Linked DNA regions of Anser cygnoides: region 1 is linked to region 2. The links are chromatin contacts, called in public Hi-C maps. All regions are on one chromosome and are shown on one strand. Each heading gives the region's core, a stretch centred on a gene start, on an enhancer-like site or on the middle of the called end of the contact. The rest is flanking DNA. Distances are from core to core; before and after follow the strand shown.

Evidence for each region. A called contact is a pair of places that touch in the nucleus more often than the background predicts.
Region 1: a Hi-C map of liver shows a contact between it and region 2, with 2.7 times the contacts expected there. The contact joins the enhancer-like site here to the promoter of EYA4 in region 2. A contact is called at or near these places in 2 of 7 Hi-C or Micro-C datasets (granulosa cells and liver).

The regions. Positions count from the first base shown.
Region 1 is chr3:62,448,833-62,452,940 of Taihu_goose_T2T_genome, forward strand. No RefSeq gene overlaps it. Among named protein-coding and RNA genes, the nearest start is that of RPS12, 11 kb to the right of the region's middle. Within about 2 kb of position 1,294, at least 1 of the 3 cell types and tissues checked has open chromatin away from gene starts, as enhancers often do.
Region 2 is chr3:62,228,558-62,232,939 of Taihu_goose_T2T_genome, forward strand. It overlaps EYA4 (EYA transcriptional coactivator and phosphatase 4), which reads right to left and starts at 2,136. Exons shown (of 20, transcript XM_066994266.1): 1 at 1,858-2,136.

The DNA of each region.
Region 1 (4,108 bases), core at 44-2,543, 220 kb after region 2:
TTACACTCTTCTCAAAGTGTGGAGATCAACTACATGCAGCACTCAAGATGTGGGTGTACAAAGATTTTCTACAGTGGCAAAATGATGTCTTTGGTTGTGTTCTCAGTACCCTCCTGATATGGGTAATTTTGGCTGCAGCTGAATATTGAGCCAATGATGACAAAGAGCTGCTAACTCAGCATGACTTGGATTATTCTAAATAACCACAAAGTTGTTTTGGAGACACCCAAATTAAGTCCAGACAAGTGACTAGACTAACACAACACGGGATAATACTATGCAGAGATACATGCTTAAGCCCTGGAAGATAACTCCATTAATGGAGTTCACAAACTCCTAGATTTACAGTACTACACTCAGCTAGGTTGTCTACAATTACAGTGCATTGGATAAAAAGAACAGTCCAACAGTCTCTCCCATGCTTCTAAAACGTTTTCAGAATGATACCTCTCTTTTGAGTAGCTCTCCCCTCTACTTCCAAGACGACCAGAGCACTGTATGCACTGTGAACATCTCAATTATCAATAAAAATCAGTGACTAACAAATTCTCCCCAATTTAAAACTTGTTTTCAATCACTGAGAAAAATTACCAGTACTCCATATGAAGGCCAACGCATAGCTATTATGTGACAGCAGAGAATGAGAAGTATGAACTACTTCCTCCTCACCCAATGCCGCATGTCTTCTCCCTCCCCGTGTACACCACTGATGCACCTCAAAAAATATTTATGAGTTCTCATTCAAGTACTTCAGCTGATAAATTTAATATCACATTCCCTGGGGTAAGCAAAAAATAAAATATTGCATTGGCTTTTGCACATGTGGAGATTATATTACTTTACAATGAAACCCAGCAAGCTGCATGTTACAGTTTTTACCACAATCTCCTTGGTAGGAATGTTTCAAATACATTGCATATGTGTGAATACAATATAAGCATACTGAAATGCTTTGAACGCTGTAATACATCAGACACTTGAGGGAGCAGAGACAAAAAAAAAAAAAAAATAATGCTTTCACCTATCCTGGCTCTTAAATCTGTGTAATCTGTTAAATGCTTCGTTTGACACTGGTGTTTTCTAGTCCCATACAGTGCTACTTAGCTAGCCAATGTACAAAGCAAATTTCTAAACAATTGACTACTCAAACATATCCCCAAAACCTCCGCAAATTTTCTGGCTAATTCATTAAATAAGATGTCTCTGTGAAAGCAAGCGAGCAGACAATACCGCTTGCTCTGTGCATTACAGCTCCGAGAAAAACAGATTAGAGTCACAGCTGTACAACAAAGCCCTCTGGTTTATGCAAACGCGTTTCTACACGCCGTAAAAGCCGAAGCATCTGACTCATTTGGATTTTACAAGGCTGCAGTGCTGGAAAATATGCATAAAAATCGACAGCATTCAAAGGCGTTAGAGAGTTTCAGTCCCCCGTTTGTTCGCTCCGCGGCCGGCCCGGCGGGACCAGCGCAGCACCTGCCGCCGCCCCTCCCCAGGCCGCTGCCGGGCCGCGGCCGCCCCGTGCCCGCAGCACGGCCGCCATCTTGTGTCGCAGCCGGGCAGCGCCGCGCCGCCACGGCGCCGCTCCAAAACGGCGCTGGGTTAAACACCCAGAGGCGAGCATTTACCAAAAAAACATATAAAGAACAAAATTAGCAACCCAACCGACGTTATCCGTGCTAAATATCTCACTCGCCCAAGCTGGTCGTGGTGGCGCCATGCGCACGCTGGTTTGCCTCAGTACCACAGTGACTGATGGGTCAAACTGTCTTCAGCTTCATTCGTCTGAGACTCCTGTATGCTTTATTTCTCAGAAATAAAGTAACTTTCTGTGCTTAAAGCAAGGTTTCAATAGTTGTGAATGTCTGGCAGTTCCACAGAACAAGGCTCAGGCAAGCTGGGGCACCCAGAAAATAAACACGCATCACCCTCTGTGAACATTTCCGAGTGATTTGCCTAAGAGGAGCTCAACATAGGAGCTCTCATAGGAGCTCAACGGCAGAGGTAAAATCTACATCACCATTTTTAACCACAAAACCATAGGTGGCTTTTTTATTTTTTATTATTTATATATACATATATACATATAAAGCAGCCTGTGGAGGACTAGTTTGCTTACTAGTTGAGAGAATATTTTACCCCCTTTTGCTACCAGCTGAAAGCTGGAAAGTAAGGGGTGACAATTGTTCAGAGTGTTGATCTAAATCCAAATCTCAATTAGATGCTCCATTTAAAAACAAACTTGCACATTTTTGGCAGCCTCAAACAATAACATTAGGCCTGAACTGTTACTGGGATTCAGAGATAATTTCTCTTAACTAAAAAATAAAGCACAATCAGGATAATGTGACATTCTCTACGCTGTTGCCCAAGTTTTATTAGTTCAAAAGATAAAAACATTTAAGGTTCCCAGGACAGATGCATTAGCTAGTGCAAATGTAGCTGATGCAATGAACTAATACCAACAAAAGAGATCCGAATTGTGCAACTAGCATGTAATCACAAGCTGAAAAGGAAACATTTTCCAACTCACTTCAGAACAAAATGTTCCTGCATATTGCTTCAGCCTTCTAACAGATTTGCTATGAGGACTTGTTTTCAATTGTTGCAGTATGTGTGGCCATCCAGGACTTTTTTTTTTTTTTTTTTTCCAAATACAGAAGAGATACATACATAAGGTGGAGCAGAAGGAAATACTGCTTTTGTCTATACGTCTATATTACTCTGAAAGAACAGCTATCACCAGTGTGCTGCTTGCCTCCTCTCCAAAAAGTGCCTTGTGAAGAGGCTACAGGTTGTGAACAGCTTGCCTGCAGATGCTGGCATTCTGGGGAACATGGGATCCTGAGCTGTAAGCGGCAAGGTGCACCTTCCTTCATGAAGGCAGGGAGCACATGCCAAAGAAGAGAAGAGGAACAGTTGGGCCTGGATGTTCCCAAAAGAAACACACCTGCTCAGGATACATCCCCCCAGTGCAAAACTCCTCCATGATCGTATATGAATCCTTTTTGAGTCACTACACAAGCAATTAACAAATCCATCTCTATCCTTAAATAGTCTGGGAGAACAGATTGAGGCAGACCAATTCACCAAAGAATATTAAACCTTTAGGTAGCGCTCCCCATTTCTGAAGAGGTTTAGCCCTTGTCATCCTTCTATGTAGACATCATGAAAACAGAAACCTTTTGTGAAAACCTGGAAAACAATAGCAAAGTAACCTTGCAGGCACTTAAAAGGAGCTTGTCACAAATGTGATGCTGAGCATATGAAAAAAATATTTATTTATTGACACTATTGAACAGCATTCCAACAATTGTTTTGCAGTCTAAGCAACAAATAAATGAAGTAAGTCTGTATCAGAAAAGGCCCTGACAAATGCAAGATGAGCACCTTGTGCATCATACAGGAATGGGTTCACACCATGGTTCACATCAAGAAGGCCCACCTGGAGATAAACAAAGAGAGGGAGATTGCTCCAAGGTGGTGAGAGAAATTGTATGTTAAACTGCAAACAAGGAGTCAGGAATGTGAAGAATTATGGCAAAACTGAAATACAGATGCCATCTCATAGGCTTGAAGGCCAGAAAAATGACACTACTGTTTGCAATGATCAGAAAAGGATCAAGATAATGCTACTCTTAAGAGGCAATATTAAAAGATGTCATGATGAGTTTGAAACAGATGGTTAGATAGTCATGAGGAAACAGATTAATCTGAGATTTTGATTTGGATATAAAATATACACATGAAATGGAAGGGTAAAAGTCAGTCAATGCAGAAATGGGATTTGAATTTATATGTATTAAAAGGTATAGCAGCTTGCTAAATTCCATGCACATGAAAGTATCTTATATGTGTGCTGACATACATTGTATTTTTCTACCCTGAAAGAAGCAACGCTGAAGAGTGTTACTTGAATATTGTCCACTCAAATGGGGGGGAAGAAAAAAAATATATATATATATATTTACCATATCTTGTATTGATATACAAACACCTTTTATATGTGGTATCTGAGGGTGTTTCATTTTTTGTGGATGAGTTCTATAATGCATGACCTCCATTCCCTTAAACACATACTCTTAAAATTAGAAACATTTCAGTATTT
Region 2 (4,382 bases), core at 886-3,385:
TAGTGTAGGTGTGCAAACATTTGTAACTCGGCAGCATTTCTGAGAAATACTTACAGGAAAAAGTCAAACCCATGGTAATTTTAGGAAACTGCTTTTTGAGCGTTAAGGAAATGAAACAATGAAAGAACCCCAGCTTTAATACAAGGTACAGTCTTCAAAAAATAAACAAATAAATATTGAGGTCAGACCAAAAAAAATATTTACTCCACGGTGAGAGAAGATGCTCGCTTTGCATACCTCACTGTAGCTCTAAACTGCTGCTTAGTTTACCTCGGACACAGTTTCTAGTCTTAGCAATTCTTTTCTGGTGTCCCACGCCCGCAAATAAAACCTCGGAGAAGTGAAAACACTGGTTTCTTACTGTTCTAGCACGATTTCGTGCTCAGATTCGAGCCAGCAGAGGCGCTCCCCGGGGTTGGGCAGGCGTGCGTCCCGGGAGCGTTGCAAGCAGCAGACACTTCACACCGCCACTTGCTGGGTCCCGGCGGCCCCCCGAGCGCCCCGCTACCAAGTCCTGCCCGCGGGATAGCGGCCGGGCAGCGGCGCGCCTCCCTGGCGCTGAGCAGCGCTCGCACAAACGCGGGTGAAACTTTAGACGCCGGTGACCGCTGGGCGCGGGGTCCCGCTGGCCTTGCGGGGGCTGCTCCCCTCGGCCGCGGTGACAGCCCGGGGGGGCAGCTCAGCGGCCGGCAGCCCTCGGGGTTTCGGGCACGGAGAACGGTGCCGGTGGCTCCCCTCGGGCACCCCCCGTGCCTGCTGCCGGCGAGCGGGCGGGCGCCCCCCGGTAGGGCCCGGCTGCCCTCTGCCGCTCCCCGTGCCCCGCTCCGGGGGCTGCGGGAGGCTCGGGCCGGGAGCAGTGCGGTGGCAGCCGGTGGAAGGGGGGCCAGGGCGGAGCGGCAGGGGCCGGCAGCCGCGGAGGGGCCGGCCGGGTGGGGAGGAAGGCAGCCGGCTCGCACCGGAGGGCGGATTTCTGCCGCTCGGCTCGCCCGGTGCCCGGGGCCACAGCCCGAGCCGGCTCCGCGGCCCCTTCCCACGGCGCTTGTTTCGCGGCAACGTTTTGTTTTGTCGGAAAACAATGCTAAATGAGCCCTAAACGCAAGCACCCGCTCACACCCATCCGCACGGACACGGGCACATGCGACAGCGAAGCGGCTCCCGGCACCTCTGAGGGGCGGGAGGGAGACACTCACCTTCTCGTAGCCGCCGGGATATGCCACTACCTTTATTTTATGGCCGCTCCTTATTTATTTATTCTCGTCCCTTCTCCGAGCCGAGGTTCCCCTTTTGCACTGTTCCTCTGGCAAAACCAGGACATCCCCCCTACAAGTCCCCGTCCCCCCCCCCCCCCACCCCACCCCCCCCCCACACACAAATAAAGCGCAACTCGGAGCAAAACGGGAGGGGAGACTCGGGGCGGGAGGGGGAGACGGAGGAGGAGGCTGGTGCGGGAGAAGCCAAACACTCTTCGCACTTCAGCGAGCGCAACCAGTTGCCTCTCACGCAACAGGCACGTAAGGAAGTTTCCCTGGCAAGGGACGGGACCTTGCTAAGGAAAGGTAACCCCCTCCCTGCCGAAAAGCCCGGTCCCGAAAGCGGGGAGCTGCGGGGCGAGGAGCGCAGCCCCGGGCGGTGCCGTGCACTTGTGCCGGGAGGCACCGGCCCGGCTGCCCCGCGGCTGCCGCCCGCCCCGGCACGGCACGGCACGGCTCGGCACGGCACGGCACGGCTCGGCAAGGCACTGTAGAGCCTGGGGGCTGCTCCGTCCTGCCGTGCCCTGACCCCGCACCTTCACTGTGCCTGCGGAGCGTTGGTGGGAGCAGAGGAAGGAAAAGGAGCTGAAGGGCCTGGGGCACTGACCCACTTGAGTCCGGGTACCAAAGCCAGCAGTTCACTTCTCCCGCCTGTCCCCTCTTGTTTGTTCTACAAAGAACCACCACAGTAAAGCGGTTCTGGCTTCTTGGGACGGTTGGTCTTCTTTGAAGGCTGACCGAGCACCACAGAGTACCCTTTTACGGGATGCGTTTGTCTCCCTCCTCTCAAGCTCGTCAGTGTGAATGGAGACACTTCCTGCTTGGAAGCTGAAGGCTGTTTTCTGCTGGAAGTTCAAAAGCTGTGTTTGGTCCTCTTCGCTACCCAGTGTGGATAAGGGGAGGAAAATCCCTGCCTAGTCACTTTTCACACTCTTACCATCAACCGTGTATTTCCTCTTGGGTTTCACTGGGTGGATTGGCTGGCTCTTGTTCAACCAGTTGCATCACCCTCTTTCTGTCAAGTAATTTTGCTCTTCAAAGGGATAAAGTCAAAAATTCAGAAGATGAATCAGAAGTTAGGCCCTATAGCTGGAGAGAATGACAGCAACATTCAGAGAAATGCCATGATCTTCAGAAGAAGCACGTCAGAAGCTTTTGAGCTCAGTGAATCACATGAAATGGGGGGGTGGGGGGGTGGGGGGGAAATTGCATACTCCTGAAGACTCTTTCCTACCTGCCTTCCATTTGCTTGGTCTTGCATTCAATGATACTATTCAAAGCATTACTTGACTGAAGCTGTCTGCCTTTGAATTTTATGATTTGCATCCAGTGAATTGTACAGACAATGGTCATCTTTCTCCTAAATAATTTCAGACTTCAGATGACTAAAACTTCATGAAAACAAGTCTATAAAAAACTTGTATTTGCTGTCTTGGGAGAGTCGCCACTCAGAAAGAGAACAGACTTGGAAAAATCTTTGACCTACACAAATACAGCTAGAAAAACATTTAAACTCAAAAAGCCCCCAAAAGCCAGCCTTCAAATTGACATAGTCTAGGACAAGCCAGAAAAAAAAAAAAAAAAAGGAAAAAGAAAGTGAATTTTGAAACTGGAAGTTTAGAGAGCAACTGGCAGGGGGAAGAACTCAGATTTGCAGAAAATAATTGCAATTGACAGCCCTGCTACAGAGTATCAGTTGTGACTCACACCAGCACCCATCTTGCTAACAGACTCCTTCTGTAGGAAAACGTGCTAACAGCCCGTTCCTTTTGAGAGGACTTTTGTGAACAGCAGTGCTCTAATATGAGGCACTTGAACACGATAATGAAGGTTTTCTGAAGTCTGGTTTCCTTCCACTTTACTTCAATGAAGCAAATTCCTGCTACAGGGAACTGTCACCAAGTAACCTGGCTTGTTTTAATGTTTTAATAGACATACCACTTTAAAGCAAACTTTTAACCATCTGTTGCACCCCCTCTTAAAATGTAAGATGCAGGTGACTTAACAAGATTACACATAATTTTTGTTGATGTAACCAGTTTCAGATTGAGGAGGGGTGGGAGAACCTCACTGCTGTTACCTGGCACAAGGCAAATCTCCCAATAAAGGGCCTAGACTTGCTGTCATTGAACATCATTGCTCTTTTGCTATAGATTTCGCTGAAAGCAGGCAGGGTCCCATACAAAATCAATGGGCCTTTGGCCTGGGACAGGTGCGCTGAAGGAAGTCCTGCAGAAACTGTTATCATAAATGCACACTAATTTTTGGCAGTGGTTTATTGCAAATATGACTTTTCTGGGTAGTAATTAGATGATGATTTTGGTTACATTGGTGCCGTTGGGCTGAAGAAAATTCCAGTGCTTAATGGAAGTGACCTCAGTAGGCTCCAAGTCCAAAATCTAGTGCAGTGCACTGGGTCTTATAAATGACTCTGTGTGACCATATAGAGCCCTGCGTGGAGAAGGTCATGCTAGAAATAGTCCTAGCGGAGCCCAAGGAAAGGCTGTAGGATCCACTTTTACACAAGAATAGAAGAATAATACCTTATCCATTTAAAGCTACAGGGGAATGTAAGTAGGCAGGATGTAATTATCTAGACTGGTATTTGGCCAGGCACTCCTACACTTGCAAAAAGTACCATAGGGTGTTTAATGACTGCAAGTGTTCGATATTCTTGGTTTTACTTCTTATATAAAGACAGCATTTGTGATCATATATACTTCATGCTTGTTCAATACTGAGTCAGCAGAAGAATTTTGCCCTGTACAAATACCACTTCATACAGTAACTTGGAATTTCCTTGCAGGTCTTCCATGCAAGTACCATAGGCCCAACCCTCCTTACCTTGTGAAGGCTAATGAGATTACAGCCATAAATAGTATGGTTCCAGATAATCATGTTTGCACATGTTATTACAAACAGTAAGGTTTAGAATCTTTATAAATAATTTTGAAACAAAACCAATATGCTTTTAGATTGCATCTCAGTAACAAAAGGGTATTTTTTGTTGTTGTTTAGTTGGCTGACTTTTTTTTTTTTCTTTTTAAGCAACTATACTTAGACACTCTAAGATAATCAAGTGATCGACTGCTACTATTTTGGCAATGTATCATTATTATGATTTGTTGAAAT